Regions from separate parts of the Cyprinus carpio genome. Here region 1 is linked to region 2. A link is a contact called in public Hi-C data. All regions are on one chromosome and are shown on one strand. The core of a region is the stretch at or near the end of the contact, and the rest is flanking DNA. Distances in the headings are between cores, read along the strand shown. Region 1 holds the start of LOC122135609 (isocitrate dehydrogenase [NAD] subunit alpha, mitochondrial). Region 2 holds the start of LOC109068197 (COMM domain-containing protein 4-like).

Evidence for each region. Hi-C and Micro-C count contacts between places; a contact is called where the count stands out from the background.
Region 1: a Hi-C map of liver shows a contact between it and region 2, with 11 times the contacts expected there. The contact joins the promoter of LOC122135609 here to the promoter of LOC109068197 in region 2. A contact is called at or near these places in 2 of 8 Hi-C or Micro-C datasets (liver and red blood cells).

Annotation. Positions count from the first base shown.
Region 1 is chrA25:12,350,202-12,355,373 of ASM1834038v1, forward strand. It overlaps LOC122135609 (isocitrate dehydrogenase [NAD] subunit alpha, mitochondrial), which reads left to right and starts at 3,773. Exons shown (of 11, transcript XM_042715568.1): 1 at 3,773-3,924. The coding sequence starts at 3,898. It overlaps LOC109105559 (leucine-rich repeat-containing protein 61-like), which reads left to right. Exons shown (of 9, transcript XM_042715561.1): 4 at 1,118-1,178; 5 at 1,260-1,345; 6 at 1,432-1,497; 7 at 1,612-1,680; 8 at 2,091-2,216; 9 at 2,328-3,351. The coding sequence ends at 2,434.
Region 2 is chrA25:12,134,273-12,139,624 of ASM1834038v1, forward strand. It overlaps LOC109068197 (COMM domain-containing protein 4-like), which reads left to right and starts at 2,915. Exons shown (of 9, transcript XM_019085046.2): 1 at 2,915-3,053; 2 at 3,825-3,931; 3 at 4,136-4,207; 4 at 4,299-4,364; 5 at 4,447-4,486; 6 at 5,275-5,352. The coding sequence starts at 3,929. LOC109068196 (semaphorin-7A-like) reads right to left here and starts at 2,892. Exons shown (of 12, transcript XM_042715549.1): 1 at 2,688-2,892; 2 at 1,687-1,820. The coding sequence starts at 2,838.

The sequences.
Region 1 (5,172 bases), core at 2,523-5,022, 220 kb after region 2:
TCAAAGGCTTTATCAATGCCTAGAAGCACAGTGAAGTCTATTATTAAGAAGTGGATGGTATCTGGTACAACACAGACCCTGCCTGGATCAGGACGTCACTCCAAACTGGATGAAAGAGCCGGAGGAAACTGATCAGAGAGGAGACCAAGAGACCTACAGCAACTCTGAAGCAGCTGCACGAATTTATGACAAAGAGTGGTCACTGTGTGCATGTGACAACAATATCACAAATCCTCTACAAATGTGGCTTGTATGGGAGGGTTTTAAGAAAAAGCCACTCCTCAAGAAAAAAACACATGCAGTCATGACTGAGCTTTGTCAAAACGTACAGTACTTTGAAGATTTTGAGGCAGATGAGACTAAAATGAATTTTTTTTTGGCCTCAACACCAAACGATATGTCTGGCAGAAATCCAATACAGCTCACCATCCAAATAACAGCATTCCTTCAGTAAAGTATGGAGGTGGTAATGTCCTGTTATGGTGGTGTTTCTCTGCAGCAGGAACTAAAGCACTTGTGAGAATAGAAGGAAAAATGGATGGGGCAAAATACTGTCAAATTCTAGAGGAAAATCTGCTGCCCTCTGCCAGAAAGTTGTCAATGGAAAGAAGGTTTACATTCCAACATGACACTGACCCAAAGCACACAGCAAAACTGAGCACACCGTGTTTGAAAGAGAAGAAGGTGATTGTCCTTGCATGGTCTAGTCAGAGCCCAGACTTAAACCCCACTGAAAATCCTTGGAATGATTGGAGTCAGTGCTATGAGACAGTAGTCATTTAAACAGGACACAGGTGATTTCTTTGGTACCGGTATGATGGTTGTGGATTTGAGACATGTGGCTCAGCGAGGTGATGAAGATATCTGTAGGACATCTGTCGGCTGTGCAGCACAGTCTTTCAGTACACTGCCAGGTATGTCGTCAGGACCCGCAGCCTTGCATGGGTTAATCCACGCAACTCAGTGATTCTGGTTGTAATTTTTTTTCTTTTTCTGACATGTATTTCACTTGAATGTTATAAGTTGCACTGAGTAAATAGAGCTGGATAAAACAAAAACTGTGTCCATATCGGTGCTATTATATCCGACTTTTGGAATTGAACATGTTTCTTTTCAGAACCCCTTTCCAACTGTGAAAGTTTACAGAGTTTGAATGTTGCTGGTAATGTGATACCAAGGTAAGCTGCATTTTTAGCTACACATATTTATCTGCTAGTCACCTTTCTATATAAGTAACACATGTTGCATTGCACCTACAGTGTTGATAATCTTCATGCACTCAAGCCTTTAAAGAAGCTGGAGAGCATTAGATTGAAGGACAACACCTATAATTACACCAATCCAGGTTAGCAGTTTTCTGGCTTTATTTGATTAAATGTTTTTGGAGCTCTAAATCTGGTCCTTCATTCTTACTAATCTATTTTGCTATAGCTTGCAAGAATTCATTATACCGGACACTTATTCTTGAAATGTTCCCAAACATGAAAGTGTTGGATGGTGAGTTTTTAATTGTATTTTGCTAAACACTTGTTTTTTTTTGTTTGTTTTTTTCACATACAGTTGTGATTTTCTCATCAAGTTATCAAATTTTCTTTTAATGTGTCATTTCAGGTGAAAGGGTGGTGGGACGTGGAAGTGACTTATACCAACTATGCAAAGACATTGATGATACAATTAAAGGTACTTGCTGGAAGTTTAATCCTGTTATTTAATAGATTTTAAGAGAAAAACTCAATGCACTTGTGTATTATATTATAACGTGCAATTTTGTGTATAATACCGTATGATAATATCTCACTTAATGCTAAAACAACTTTAAACATTTTTTTTTTTTCATTGTTTAATCTAATTAGTGCATGTTAACTTTGACAGCCCTAAAAATAAACTTCCATTCAACAGATTAGGTTTATTATTATTATTATTATTATTATTTAGTTAATTATTACTTTTATTCAGCAAGGATGCATTGCATTGATCAAAATTGACAGTAAAGACTTTTACATTGTTACAAAAGATTTTATTTAAAATAAATGCAGCTGTTTTGAACTTTCTATCCATAAATATTTCTCTGTTTTTTATGTTATTTATAGCAGGCATGTTTAAAAATGGCCATCTGCCTGAGTTGCCAGACACCAAACCTTGGGTGGATGATGATTTTTGGGAGATAAAGAGATCAGACAATGCCATAGTTGATGAAGCCTATAAACAATTCAGTGGTATGGACTAATCTTCAATCATCAAAACCATTTTCTAAACCATTCTTTACACATCAGCAGTCACATTTCCAATTTCCTGATTTAAGATCTTTTTGGTAATAAACTCAACAGATGTTCTTCATGAATGCAGGCTGCTGAACAGTCGAGCAGCCCACGTGATCTCACAAAATGAATGGACCGTCAGCCTCAAGAGCCATCCAAAGCAGTATGCCGTTTAAATCTGGGAATCTCTCGATCTCATTACGTTTCCAATAAAATGCATGTTTTTTCCCACAGCTTTTTTTATGCGTTTCCATAAGCTTTAAGTCCATAAGCTTGATGCGTCACCGGTGCCAGAAATCCAAAATGCTCCGTGTTGCCTGCAGTGTGAGGGTTTAGATTTTGTAATTACACTTGAGTTCTTTCTGATTTTCCACTGTTTAGAGAGACCGATACTTACACCTAATCCGGTTTGATCACTGTCTCAGGATGTTCAGAATCAAGACAATTCCTCTTTGCACTCCTAACACAATGCTGTATTTAACGTTATGCTTCAAATGCTGCTATTTGTATATTTCATAATGGTGAAGCACTTGTATTGTTTATTAACCACTTCTGAGGCTTTCCCATGTTGCTCTTCTTGTTTACAATTTTTAGTGAATGCATTTTGCCTTTTTATTGTATGCCTAATGTGGATGATTTTTTTCTAAATTGGTTGTTTCATACTATATTGCTCCTTTTTATTCGCTCAAGCAGCTTTGTGTTTTAAAATGCATCTAAATTGTATAATATATGATATAATGCATCTTTTTTTTTTTATTTACATTTTGTTGGATAGCCTAATATATATTCATGCCAGAAAATGTCTTTGTGTCTGTATTTATTAATCTTACACAATGTAAAAAAGCAGACTATTAAAAAGTTTCAGAGTGTTTAAATGGTTAAAGTGCTAGTCTACCCAAGAATTATATATTTACAAAGATGTTCTTTCTTCCATTGATTATAAAAGGAAAAATTTCCTGAATGTTGCCAGAATATTCTTTGAGAGAACTATACATTTAATGTTACACAAATAAGTGTTCCGAACACATTCAAGAAAATGTGGGGGGTATGAATGCACTGTGGCATCCGATGCAGTAGGGGGAGTTCAGCACGTCAGAGAATGCACAGAAGAGGGCCAGTACACGGGGTTGCCAGGTTTATTAAAATGCCCTTTTTGGAGTCTAACGTTGATAATTGAACGTCAGAGAATGCACAGAAGAGGGCCATTTTTTTTTATTAAATTTTTGATTTTAATTAAAATAATAATTATAATACACCTGATTATTTTAATTTATATTATAGGTACTTCTGATCAATTGATATTGCTATATATATATATTAAACTAACTAGGCCTAAATAATTTAATTTAAAAATTTAATAATTGCATGGTGATTAAGAAAATGCAATAATGTAACAATAATAATATAAGTATATAAAAATAATTTACGCCCAAAAAAAAAAAAAAATGCAAATATATATATACACACACACACATCAAAACTTAAAAAAAATAAAAAACCTGCCGTAAGGTAACGTTTAGCTTCCTAGAACTGTAGGTCCAATCTGGCAACCCTCGATACTCACAGCAGAGGATGAGACACTGGAGAGCTGAACTGAGTTAGTAGTAGTCCCCACTCCCCAGAACACGATTAGCACAGGATGGCTGGAAACGCGTGGAGGTCAACGGTAAGGATTATATTATATGAACAAACCATAGATTATAGCAGTCCGTGCTCTGTTACGCCAAATATCACTGTAAAGTATGAATGCAAGTATATAACGTTACTTCATTTGCGCAGAAAACGCTGCGTTGCAATAGAGATGCCACAGCGGCCCTGTACTGCATGCCCTTCACACCGGCACTTAACGTTACACGTTTAACACATTTAAGAGTTCTCAGTCAACTCGTCTACTAGTCTTTTAACAAATATAAATAAAGTTAAGAGAATGACACGATGCGTGTCGATCTCGGCCGAATGCGTGGATGAATCAGTCAAACGCCACAGATGTTCAACCTCTGCATTCATCATCACCATCCACACATTATGGTGTTTAATGCCCCAGAAAGTAGGTAAACTCAACTAAGAGGCCAGTACGGTCAGGCTGTAAAATAATAATAATAATAATAAAAAAACATTCTTGCATTTTCAGCCCATAAAACGTCTCGAGAGATGCGGCGAGCGGGACTCCGGAAGTAACAAAGACGCGAGTCTCAGTCCAGTTAGTTAATGCCAAATCTGATATGGACATTAAAATAGTCAGGGTGAGATAGAGTTTAGTAAAACAGCTGTTTTAAATGTGCTAGGGGAAACATCTAGCTGACTGGATGAAGGTCACCTCGACATGTTGAACAAGAGTTGACTGATGTCCAGACTAAACTAGACCAGCTGACCTCTAGTTTATGAGTTTTCTTCATGCACTGAATGTTCATCTAGAGAACATACAATCATGGATTCAAGTGATGAGGACATGAGAAGATACAGAAGATCCTTTGGTGTCCTTCAGATCTATGGGTTATAATGTAGTTTAGATTCATTTTACTAATATTGGATGGATGAAATATAAAATAGTTGTAAACGATGGGGGATCTGAGCTCTGCAAACCATAATATCAGAATGAATCGTTTCCACGGAAATACAGCGGCCCCAAATATGTTTGGACACTTAATGCCACACTTAAAATGCATGAATGTCATTGGGGTAAAAAAATTATTAATAATAATAATAAAAATGAAGAACACTAGACTTTTAGTCAAAACTAACTTAATTTTTCTTACCAAAGGTTTCTGGTAAGAAGGTACCTGAGGTGACAACCAAAAAGTGTTATAATAGTTACAGTTATCTCTGTTTTTAATGTGTATGTGTTATATTGGGGTTGAACAGAGAAAAAGGTGTTGGGTACTGGATATTGGATTTTTCTATTATTGGATACTTT
Region 2 (5,352 bases), core at 1,665-4,164:
TCTGCTTACTACCTCATTCAGCAGTTAACTGACCTCATTCAACCACCTCTTCTGTCAGTTTAAATAAAGAAATCCTCTCTGAGATTTTTGACACTTTAATCAGACTGAATAAGCTCTTTTGCTCTACAATCATTATATCTGCACTGTTTAATTTACTGGTTTGCACTCTATCTACCATGTGCCTAGTGCTGCTTTACTTATTTTTCTTTTTTACATTACCTATTTGTATATTTGTATAGTTGTACTTTATATTTTATTATCTGTATTTAATATTCTACTGCTAGTGTTATCTGCATGCACCAAGGGTCTGAGAGTAATGCAATTTCAATTCTCTGTATGTATGTACTGTACATGTGGAAGAATTGACAATAAAGCAGACTTGACTTGACTTGACTCATTTTTGAGAATTTTGTTTTGAGTTTTCTCAGGTTTTGCATTACATTTTTAGGTTAGGGAAATGTTTGTAAACTAAGCAAATAATGTCATGGCAGTAAATTACCAATACCTTTTCAGTTTTATCTTACAATGTGAGTATCAAATGAGCACATGCTTCTGTCTATTGTGAATCTAGTGGTGATTTATGAAATTATTGGTGAATGAGGCATGTTGTGAGCAGGAACAAAATTACATATAAAGTGTTATTCAAAATAAAACAGGCAAGTTAAAACTCAACATTTTTCTCTCAGTATGCTCTTACTAAAAAAAAAAGTAAACCTCAAGGCAATGTTTAGAATAATATTTGCTTTAATATGTAGCAGAGACTCTGCCAAAGATGTTGCTCTGTATATTTATTTCTTACCAGTTTCCAACACTTTGGCTGATGTCCATTTGTTCCACATACAAATGTGTAGTCTTGAAATCGCTCAATTATTGTGACAACATTTTCACAGGAGCTCTGTATAGATGGAAGAATATCAGTAAGACTGTCAAATTACAAAACTCAATTTGTTCTTTCTTTTTTCTCTTCTTCAAAAGAATTATAAAACTCACCTCACCACACCTTAAGTTTGGATTCAGAGTAAAGTTCTAAAAAAGAAATAAAATATATAAAAATTAAAATATTCTATTATTATCTTGGTCACAAAATTCAAATACTTTTCTAGGTTAATTTATACGTTATTTTTTTTAAAGATTTTTTTAGACTGTGTACACAATTATTTACTTAAATGTGTATAAATCAACATTTGTATCACTTATCAATCACACAATGCAACTATAGCAACAGATTAGACTTGTCTGTGGAAATAAATCTTTCATCGACACCTGAAATAGACCTTTTCATTTGCAGACATGTTCAGTATGGACACAGCTGCCTGTGTGCGTCACAGCCTACAGTTGCTGAAATCTATAATTTAACGTAGGCTAGACTTACTAATTACATCCAGTGCTAAAAGCCAACGCACTTAATTGAAGTCTAAACAGAACTGGTCAGAAAGGACAGGGTTAGAATAACATTTTAGTCAATGCCGAGTTACTTCTCCAACTTATGATATTCAAAGGTTTACACCCCAACTTTATATATTTATTTATTTGAAATAAAATTATTTGAACTAAATGTATTATTTTTACATTTGAATAAATAATTTCAATGAAAATGGCAAAATCCTACAGTAATTATAAATGCATTGTAAAATGTCACATATAATGTACATACCTATTAATACCTAGTTCCAGTTTAATAATTACCTCCACAATCTGACGACTGTCTACATCAAAATGTAGAACATTATTTATTCCTCCAACAAACAGACTGTTTGATCCTTCCTGATGAAATAACACTGTATGACTGTAATTTCTGTTGTATACAAGTTGAGCATCATCTGGGAGAAAAAAAATGTTGAAAAATGTTGAAAAATGACAAATGTTATGTTGTCTAGAAAGATATAATGTTTAGAGATATTGCCTCATTTGATTATTTAAAACAATTAAAGTCTACTGTATAAGTGCATTTCTGAACAGACTATCAAAAAGTGTGTAAATAACTAATGTAAGTAATTAGTCTGATTAAAGAGGAAGTTTATTTTCAGTGTTGGGAAGGTTACTTTGGGAATGTAATAGGTTACAGATTGTTATATTACCCTATCTAAAATGTAACAAGTAGTGTAACTATTTCAATTACTTTATTAAAGTAATGTAACTGATTACTTTTCTAAATATCTAATGTTTTCAAGTGTTAATTATTTTTAAGAGTGTGGATCCCAAATTATTTAATTTAGATTATTACTTTGGAGTGTTTATTGTAATTTTTTAGATTTCGTTTTTTTTCCTTTTTTTTTTTTAAGGTAGTTTGCATAGTTATGGGAGGAAACACTGGCATCTAACAATGGCTTGGAAAAAAACACTTAATCTTAAAAAATAAAGCATAAACCCAAATAGGAAATAAAACAGTTATCAAATAAGCATGTGTCCTGTTCTTTGTACCAAACTCCTGAAACCTTGCTGTCTCATATTTTAGAGCAGTCCATGCAATTTACGAAAGAAATCAATTAAATCTGTATGTGAGTGTGTGTGAAAATATTCATATGTAATCGTTAAAATTTCCATAAGTAGCCTAACTATAATTTAATTATACTTTTTTTTCTCAGTAACTGTAACAATTACATTTATTTTGTAATAAAAATACGTAATTTAGTTACATGTAGCTATTTACTCCTCAACACTGTTTATTTTATCTTAAATTATCTTACCTTGTTTTAGAGTTAATCTCGGATTATAAAAGCAAAAGACGCAATGGAAGCACGCTCCATAAATAAACCAAGGATACGCCAAATTCCTTTTGATGTGGACAGAGAAATATTGCCGTTTTAGGATCATGGTCCTAAATTCACCTAATCTCATCTCATCTCAGACAGGCTCTGAACGCTTCTCTCGAGTGAAGGGAGTCGCAGAGACACATGCTGGTGAGTTTATGGATGCAATGGCCAATCAGAGGTGTTCAGATGAGTCATCGCTAACATGCAGGTGGTGTTTTCTTCACGCGCACAGACTGAACACCTCTTTCTGGCTAATTCTCTTGTTAGAAACAACAAGCAGCAGATGTGTGTATGATATCTGTAAGTAAGATATTTATTTAACAGTGTGAACGGCTTCAGTGCTTTTAATGGGAGTTGTTGAGAGTGCTTGAACTCTAGACTGTCAGTGAAAATGTTCTTTGCTCTCTTTCTGTACAATGACCTTGTTATGATAAGTAGCCTAACTTACAATGTTTTTAATCGCATTAACGTTCAATGTTAAATTCATATTAAACACAAACTCAGTCGTATTAAAAATAAGTTATGGCATGACACCCGTATCTGTTATTTAAGTAAACAGACAGGTTTTATGCATAGACTAAATTATTAGGCTATATCGAGATATTTCATGATATAGTTAATGCGTTTAGGAATGTTTCGAATAAATAAATAAATAAAACACGAGCGCTTTTGTGTGTCACGTGACGACACGTGAACTTGAAATGACGTCTTAGCCTTTTGAAGGTTGCATTTAGGCTATTTGATCAAACATACAGTAAAAACGGTAATAATGTGACATATTATTACAATTTGAAATAACCATTGTCTATTTTAATATTTTAAAATGTCATTTATTCTGGTGTACTGGTTTGCGGCTCGAGAAACATTTCAAAAGTTCACTCGTAAGACTTAAAATCTTAACGTTAACGTTACCTGTCCGATTTTTGCGATGATTTATACAAACGTAGCGCATCTTTGGCATCTGTTGCTTCTGATTTGCTTATAAATATCATCATTATATACATTTTGTTAACATATAATGTAATTATGATGTATAATATAATAATATGATACTCTGCAACACTAATACAGCCAGTCCAGTAGGTGGACCGTAAGTGTGGCGCTGGTACGTACCACGAGAAGAAGAAGAAGAAGAAGAAGAAGAAGAGCAGCTGACTGACTGAATATATGTCAAAATGGTATTATTTATCTTATTGAACGATAGCTCGGTTTATTCTGGTTTCAAATTTGAAACCATTACAGTGGTAATATGTGTCCTCCGTGATTAGCGGGTAGTTAGTTTATTTTATTTGTTGTGGATAGCGAACGCTAATCGTTAAGAGGCAATGCAATGGACGTAAACATTCTCCATAAACTCATTTTGCTGCTTTCTTTTATTTCAGAGGTTCCGCTTTTGTGGAGACCTCGACTGTCCTGACTGGGTCCTTGCAGAAATGAGCACCTTAGCTAGAATGGTAAGTCTGACTTGAATACGGTGTCATGTTGTCTATCACACTCTCTGTACTAAACGTAACGCAAGTGATTTTCTTCCCTGCTGTTCTTCAGTCGAGCGTCAAGATGAAACTTCTGTGCGTGCAAGTCATTAAAGATCTGCTCGATGAAGGCATCGATGTAAGACAGCAGGCGTGCTATAATGTCTTCTGAATAGATATATCTCTAACTGATGCATAATTATCTGTTTATCTGTTTTTAGTATGACAAAGTTTCAAAACTAACCTCAGATGCAAAGTTTGGTGAGTGAATCACAGTTTTTTGGGTCATGTGATCCTAGTAAGTGTGAAATAATAATAATGACTCTATATATCAAGTTAGGGATTCACAGTATGTTTCTGGCCAGTCTTTTTATTTCATGGCTGATATCAACATTTTACAATATATATTAAATAATGGAATATTAAATTTTAAATCAAATATAAAAACTAAAATGAGTAGGTTTTAATACTAAAGAATTATATTAGAGTGTTATGTTTTAAATGATACTAGGAAACATTTATACTCCAAGTACATTCATGAACATTTAATGAAAATGACTCAAAACTAAATTTTGTTTGATGGTGGAAATAGTACTGTTAAGACTATTTTAAATCTTATTATTGTTGAGTTTGCCATGAATGATTTGATGTTGATGTCAATCAATCAATCAGTCAATCAGTCAGTCAAACTGCTTACAAGTGATTTTAAGCATCACAACATTATAATGTACACTGTGAAAAATGGATGAAATCACACACCTGATGGAATTTACCCCTGATTAGAGAACCAGCTTTACTGATGAGATGCGCATTAATTATCGGCCGATTTTTATCGTGCACCCCTGCAATTAAATATCCATTATTTACCCTAGCAAGTGCTTTATAAATAAAATAGATGAATTAATTATTAACTAATTATAACTTCTTTAATTTTGGCTGATATCTGATATGGTACCTATATTTTATGCATTCTTACATAAATGTCTTGTCTGTTGGTATTTTATGCCATATCTCTTGCTAATTTGTCTATTTTTCTTTTTTTTTTCCAGAAAGTGGAGACATTAAAGCCAGTATAGCAGTGCTGAGTTTCATTCTGTCCAGTGCTGCTAAGCATGACGTGGACAGTG